Regions from separate parts of the Arachis hypogaea genome. Here region 2 is linked to region 1. The links are chromatin contacts, called in public Hi-C maps. All regions are on one chromosome and are shown on one strand. Each heading gives the region's core, a stretch centred on a gene start, on an enhancer-like site or on the middle of the called end of the contact. The rest is flanking DNA. Distances are from core to core; before and after follow the strand shown. Region 1 has its middle 9.5 kb from the start of LOC112726901. Region 2 holds the start of LOC112726903 (phosphopantothenate--cysteine ligase 2).

Region 1 (3,568 bases), core at 426-2,925:
ATTTATATAGAATTGTTGGCTTGGGTGATTCACGTGTCGATTTTGGCTTTGAGTGAATTGCGTTACATTGTTTGTTGTTTGGTTTAATAAAGTGATTTACTCTAAAAAATAACTATTAAAGTAATCATTTATATAAATATACATTAAAATATAAAATATATATTAAAAATAAATTAAATAATACATATATTTATAAATAAATATAATATAAAAATACTTTTTTTTTGTAATAAGTTTTGTTTGGCTTTATTTTAATTTGTGTGGCATCACATTCTTATAACTAAATTGTTGTTAAAGATATGAGAACATTAATGTTACTATTCAAGTATGCAACGTGCTGCGGACTCGGCTTGAAAAAAACCCAACACACAATAAGATTAATTGGGACCCAAATAATAAGCAATAAAAGAGATGAAAAGTGGCACTTATGTGCTAAAGTCTAAGATGCTCCATGCATTAATGATAAACAAGAACAAACAAAAGGAACCTAACTGAAAGGATTGTGACTTCTTTGCCATTTGTCAATGTTACTTGTTAATTTAATTAGGATAGGGTGGTGGGAAATGAACATCATTCACATTTTTGTGACATATTTCACTTCGGATTTTGATAAAGGAAAGGGATATCATCTATGTGTCGTGTGTAATCCCAAAAACAAAGCAAAAGTATGTAGTAATAGTAAGTAGTAGATAAGCTCAACCACCAAGTCATTTCATGAAAACAAATCATTTTTGTAACTTTTTTTTTAATGAAATTAGTCAAATTACTCATTTTCTTGTGCTATTTGACAATGTGTGAAATCCATATTATACTAGTATCAGTAATAAACATTGATGGTTAACAGGGAAAGTATGATATTTTTCTATTAGGAGTTTTTGTGTTCAAATTTTATAAATAATAACGAATTTTTTTTATGATGAATATTTGAGAAGGATATTTTAGAAAAAAAAATTATGCACTAAATTTCTTCGGATTCCTTTATATATATATTAGATTGTAAAATATGCGCCTATTTGAAACTAAATTAGATTTAACTTTTAAGAGGTGTAGAGTGATTATAAAAAGAAAAATTTTCTATTACACCAAGATCAAAGGTGATTGATTGGTTGATTAAATTTTGTTTTAATTAGCGAAATATGTTTCTAGCGTACACATGAAAAAAAATTAAGGAATGAATCTTCTCAAAATTTTTCTTTCAATTATTTAATAAAGGGTGATATTTTATTATTTAATATCTTTTTTTACACATTTTTTTATCTTACTTAAAAATATAAGATACAAAATTACACTTTACTAAATAATTAAAGAAAAAAAATTAAAAGAATCTATTTTCTGTTTTTTTTTTTTCATTGTGATGAAAATATATTTTGCTAATTAAAACAAAATTTAATCAACTAATCAATCACCTTTGATTTTGGTGTAATAATTTTTTTTTAAATAGTAGAAGATCACACTTTATGAAATAATAGAGAGAAAAATAAAATCTCAAAAAAATACGTATGAAAGTTGGTGACTTCATCACTCACACAATTACACAAAAGACCTGCTCTTTGTTATTTTAATGATTGACTGTTTCTCAATTGTTTTTTTTTTTTGCTAATAAACTGTTTCTCAAATTTACAATAATTAATAAGCAGAAGAAAGCCCAAGAAATGCAAGGCCTAGTTCAGTTAGTTAATCTCCGGCCTTGTAAACCAAATAAATAAAACTTTGGAACTTGGTAGTGTCTAGTGTGTACATTGTATAATTGTAATACCCAAAAAAAAAATGACCAAAAGCCTAAAAGAATTTTTTTAATCTTTTTCTTTCTCAATAATTATCAATTTTGATTTTAGTTTTTGTCCCAGCAATTATATCTTTGTTTTCGGGATAGGAAAAAATTATCATACTCTTAGTCGTAGTTATGGTTAAGGCCCAAACAAGTTTTTTATTAGGGGTGAAGACGGGTCGGTTTGGTTCGAATTTATGGTAAAATTAGAATCGAACCGATCAAAATATAATTGGTTCGGATTGATTTGGATTTGTATTTTTTTGTATATGTACCCGAACCAAACCAAACCGATTAAGAACAGATTGGTTCGGTTCGGGTAATTGGATACCCGATGATTTTGAAATTAAAAAAAAAAACAAATTTTTATCTCAAAAATTCAACAAGTACAATAAACATGTAACATCAATAGAAATAATCCAAATATGTTAAACACCCAATATATTAAAAACTAAACTCATTAAAATCCAAACATATTAATAATGAATAATCATTGTCTAATAGAAAAGCTATATATATTTTTTTATTTTTTTATTTAATTAATATATAATTGGGTTCGTGGGTTAGTCTGGGTTCCGCACCCCCAAAACCGATACTCGAACCAATCACTAACGAAAGCCAGATTTGGTTTGGGTTGGACCCGATTACCCATTGATTTTAGAACCAGCAATTTAATTGGTTCGGTTCGGATTCGAACGGGTAATGGGTACCTGTTACCCGTGCTCACCCCTATTTTTTATTTTAGTTTTTTTGATCTGAAGATTAAATATTCGACTGAAATTAGTTTGATCAAAATCAAAAGTCACAAATGACCATGCAAAATGAGCCATTAGGAGAATAACTAATTTTTTAACATTTTGCTTTTTTTTTTTTGGTAGACGATGGAATGTTTTACCATCTGAAGTGGGTGAGATCCTGAGCCTCACACAAAGTGTACCTGGATTCAAAAATGTACCTTAATTGATGATTAGCGAAGAATAAAGCCGACGTGTTCATGAGTGTGTATATAACCGAAAATGTTATTAAAATACTCTAAATCTTAAGCCCAATGAGAGATATTCCAACATATGTTGGATCACTAGATGACCCAAAATGTTTTTGGGCATTCAGAGTTTGGAAGTTTTTTATAATAAAAAGGACAATCAATCAAAAACCAAATTTATATGTTAATATTTTATTATTATTATGCAATACTTTAGAAATCCAACAAAAAATTTAGTATCGAGAGTTCGAATTTCGCCTTATGTATGTAACAATCCATTAGTTAGCGACAAACCCTTAAATGGAGTTCTGATCCGCGACGGATTAATCATTGATCTGACGGGTTGAGAAATATCGTGAAAAACAAAAAAAAAGGTGAAAATAAATAAAATAAAAAAATACTGAAAAAGTGTCTTTGTTTTTCTTTTTTCTTTTTAATTTTTTTATAAAAAAATAAAGTAAAAAAAAAATACTGAAAAAAATAAAAGATGCTTTCTTACATCAAAAGGCCTCAAGATTGTGACTTTGTGAGTAATAGATCATAGGAGAGTGAGGGGGACCTCCTTTAAAGTTTAGTCACATGTTGTAGTTGTAGTTGTACCACAATCTTCAACTTTCATTGTTTCAAAGTCCAAGCAACAATAAGGTTTTCTTTCATTGTTAATTTTATATATAAAACTTCATTCATTTTCTTATACAGGATAATTTTATTAATGAATTAGGCGAGTATATAATTATAATAATTATATTCATCAACAATGATGTTAATAATAATAGATTATTCTAATAACAAAAAAATATTTAATAGTGTATTATTTT
Region 2 (3,298 bases), core at 539-3,038, 72 kb before region 1:
AATGGCTGAAAACTTCCTCTGAAGAGTTACAGGTAAGTAAGCAACAACACACAAAAGACAAACATAAAAGAAGGATACACAGAAAAATTCACCTCCGGTACAAGAAGATCACAGCATATCCCGCCTTCAGAAAATACCTACACTCAACATAACCAGCAACATAGTATTCATTCCCCTCCAAGAGATCACCAAACAAATATCGAAGAAAAAGTTTCATTGACAAGAACAAGAACAAGAGCAAGTGCAAGAACAAATACTCAGTGGATGTGGCTCCCCTATGACCTGAACTAAAGTTGTCAACATAGCGAACGCACCGCTGCTCCAATGGAGCAGTGGTGCCACCAGAAGTCACACAAACAATTCTCTTACCTATCCCATTTTCTGTGAAGGCAACAACAACAACAACAAAAATCCACCACACATTATGCAGGGCAAGCATAAAAAAAACACAAAAGGAGAAATGCCAATAAAAGAAAGCATAATTTTTAATGGTCTAGAACACAATACAATAGGATACAAAAGAGTGTCACTGTCACAATCACTTGCCTGAAGATAAAGAATTCAGCTGAATGAAGTGATTCAATTTCTGAATGATGTCATTCCTATTCTGGAGAGGTGGAGCAGAATCAAAGAACGCTTTGACTTGTGAATCAAGGGTTTGCTCAGTATCTTGGGATCCATTTGGTGCATCCATCTGAAACAATTACACCCACAATGTCATTTATCATTCAAACCCATTGAGATAAAGCAGAAGGAATTGGAAAATAAAATATATAACAAAAAAAAATCAATTTTTTCAGGTGCTCAGGATAGCATATCTCACCTTGAAGGAAAGACTTTCAGATTAATTAGTTAGTTAGGGAGAAGAATCAGAACTTACTGTTGTATGTTTATGGAGCGATTGGGTTCAAGTTTTATATAATCCAAAATTTCAGGAAGAAATAGTTTTGATTAATAGCCGCCAATTGGCCCATGAAGATTAAGATTAATTAACGCGGTGTTTGGAAAGCAAAGGAATTAGATTCTCTCGAGAAATCCGAACCCGACCCTAAATTATGATGGGTCCATTTCCTAGACCCATACCCGACCCCTCACCCGATAATATCCAATCAGTTCGGGCCAATTTTAAACCGGGTCTTAACAATAAATTGAACCAGAAATTGAAAGATGAATAGATGATGAACGCAGCAGTCAGCACATGGATAAAACATTAAACAACACTGTAAAAAAATTAAAAATAAAAATCCCTCAACTTAATGAAAATGATTCAGTGATATCAACTATCATTCTTACCAAAAAATCAAAGCAAAAATCTTGCTCAAGGGCATGCAGATTGGAGACCGTTACCACATTTTACACTCTCGTAACATACTTCACGCGCTCTGTTCTGCTGTTGGAAGAGCAAGTATGCTTTATTACCAGCCTCCTGCCTTCCCCAAGTAGAACCACACTGTTGATTCAACACCTGCTCTTGAGAAACCTAAACACAAGGGAAAAAGATTATTAGATTCAAGTTTTTCAGAAATGCCTTCTTCCAAAGACGGTTTTGTTACCTGAGGAGCGTGGTTACAGAACGAGCGGCATACGGTGGTGTGGAGGTTCTTCGCTGCTGCTGCGGTGGCGCGTGTAGAGTTAAGAAACCGTCTGTTGCCCTGAGACACGTGATGGTGATGATGATGAAGATGAAGTACCAAGTGCAGGTGGCTTGCTCTGGGATCCGGCTGGTGGGGAAGTCCTTATTTGCTCTCTTCGGACCGGATCGGGTGACCCAAACATTTACCTTGGTCTGATCGAAATAATAAACTGGATAAGCTCTTTAGGTTTCAGGTCTGACCCGATCTCAATAAATTCGGGTCAATTTTTGACCCAATGTGATCGGGTCCGAACCAGTTTTTTCAAGCAGGCCGGATTTTGTGAAGTCCTAATTAGTTAAAAAATGTTTTATTATTAAAAATTAGTTACTAAATTAATTATTATATTTTATATATTTATGTATATTAATATATATTTCTAAATTAAATAACTAATTGTTAAAATAATTAAATCTATTATAATAAATAATTAAATTATTATATTAGTATAATAAAAAAATTATAAAATATTAGTCATTGTTGAAGTTTTCGCTTTTGATTTCTTGCTTTGTTCCACTTTAGTTGTTGAAATCTAGCCTTGATTTTGACTAACTAAACTACTAATTAATTAGCCGGATTGTTAGATTTAGATGTCGGATGTTAGATACATTATACATACACCCATTCAAGTTCCTGATCTCCAAACACGCTTCCAACATTAATTATTTATCAATAGCTTTGATTTTATGTATGGATCAAAACAAAAATAGTGTTTGAAATGTTATGTGTATATAAAAAAGGTTTAATTACTCTATTCGTCTCTATAGTTTCGCAAAATTTTTAATTAGGTCTCTATATTTTCTTCTTTTTAATTGAGTCTTTGCACCAAATTTATTTTTAATTGGATCCCTACACTTTTTTTTCTTTTATTTAGGTCCCTATACCAATTTTTTTTAGTTAGGTCCCTATAAAATTAAGCCAATTACTAATAAAAGGGACTTAATTAAAAAAAATAGTGCAAGAACTCAATTAAAAAGAAAAAAAGTATAAGGACATAATTGAAAATTTTACGAAACTATAAGAACCAATAAAGTAATTAAACCTATAAAAAATCAATCATTATATATTTGTGAAGTAAATTATTAAAATATATTTGTGAAATAAATTATTAAAATAGTATTTAAAATTTTATATCGTTAACAAAAAAACTTTAAAATATACTAATGATAAATAAATTTTTAAAAAATTTAAAAACGTAATAAAAAAAATTAAATATTAAATATAAAAATCTTAAAAAGACTTTAAATATCAGATTTTGAAATAAATTTTTGTAATTATTACTTAAAAAATAAGATATATTTTTTTTAAAATTTAATAATTTGTGTCAAGTAATTTTTTAATTATTGTGAATGATCACATATTTTTAAAAAATAAAAAAATTAAAGATCAAATTTTGTCTGAATTTTTTTGTTAATTTTTTAAATATTTATTCAAATATTATCACAAAAATTTAGATTAAATGAATAAGTCGTTTGTTAAATACAAAAAAAAAAAATTTGTCACTTAAAAAATTATATTTATTAATTATTTTTATTACATTCTAAAATTATTTATGAGTTGTTGTGTCAGTAGCTAAATTTTTCAAGTAATAAATTAATAGTTTTTTTCTATATTTATGTGTAAATATATATTATTTAATTTATTTTAATATATATTTTATATTTAGA

What was found. A called contact is a pair of places that touch in the nucleus more often than the background predicts.
Region 2: a Hi-C map of leaf shows a contact between it and region 1, with 2.5 times the contacts expected there. The contact joins the promoter of LOC112726903 here to the enhancer-like site in region 1. A contact is called at or near these places in 2 of 8 Hi-C or Micro-C datasets (both in leaf).

Annotation. Positions count from the first base shown.
Region 1 is chr12:12,972,903-12,976,470 of arahy.Tifrunner.gnm2.J5K5, reverse strand. No RefSeq gene overlaps it. Among protein-coding and RNA genes, the nearest start is that of LOC112726901, 9.5 kb to the left of the region's middle. Within about 2 kb of position 1,675, at least 2 of the 3 cell types and tissues checked have open chromatin away from gene starts, as enhancers often do.
Region 2 is chr12:13,044,797-13,048,094 of arahy.Tifrunner.gnm2.J5K5, reverse strand. LOC112726903 (phosphopantothenate--cysteine ligase 2) reads right to left here and starts at 1,788. Exons shown (of 11, transcript XM_072208859.1): 1 at 1,554-1,788; 2 at 1,294-1,480; 3 at 547-694; 4 at 258-381; 5 at 93-137; 6 at 1-18. The coding sequence starts at 694.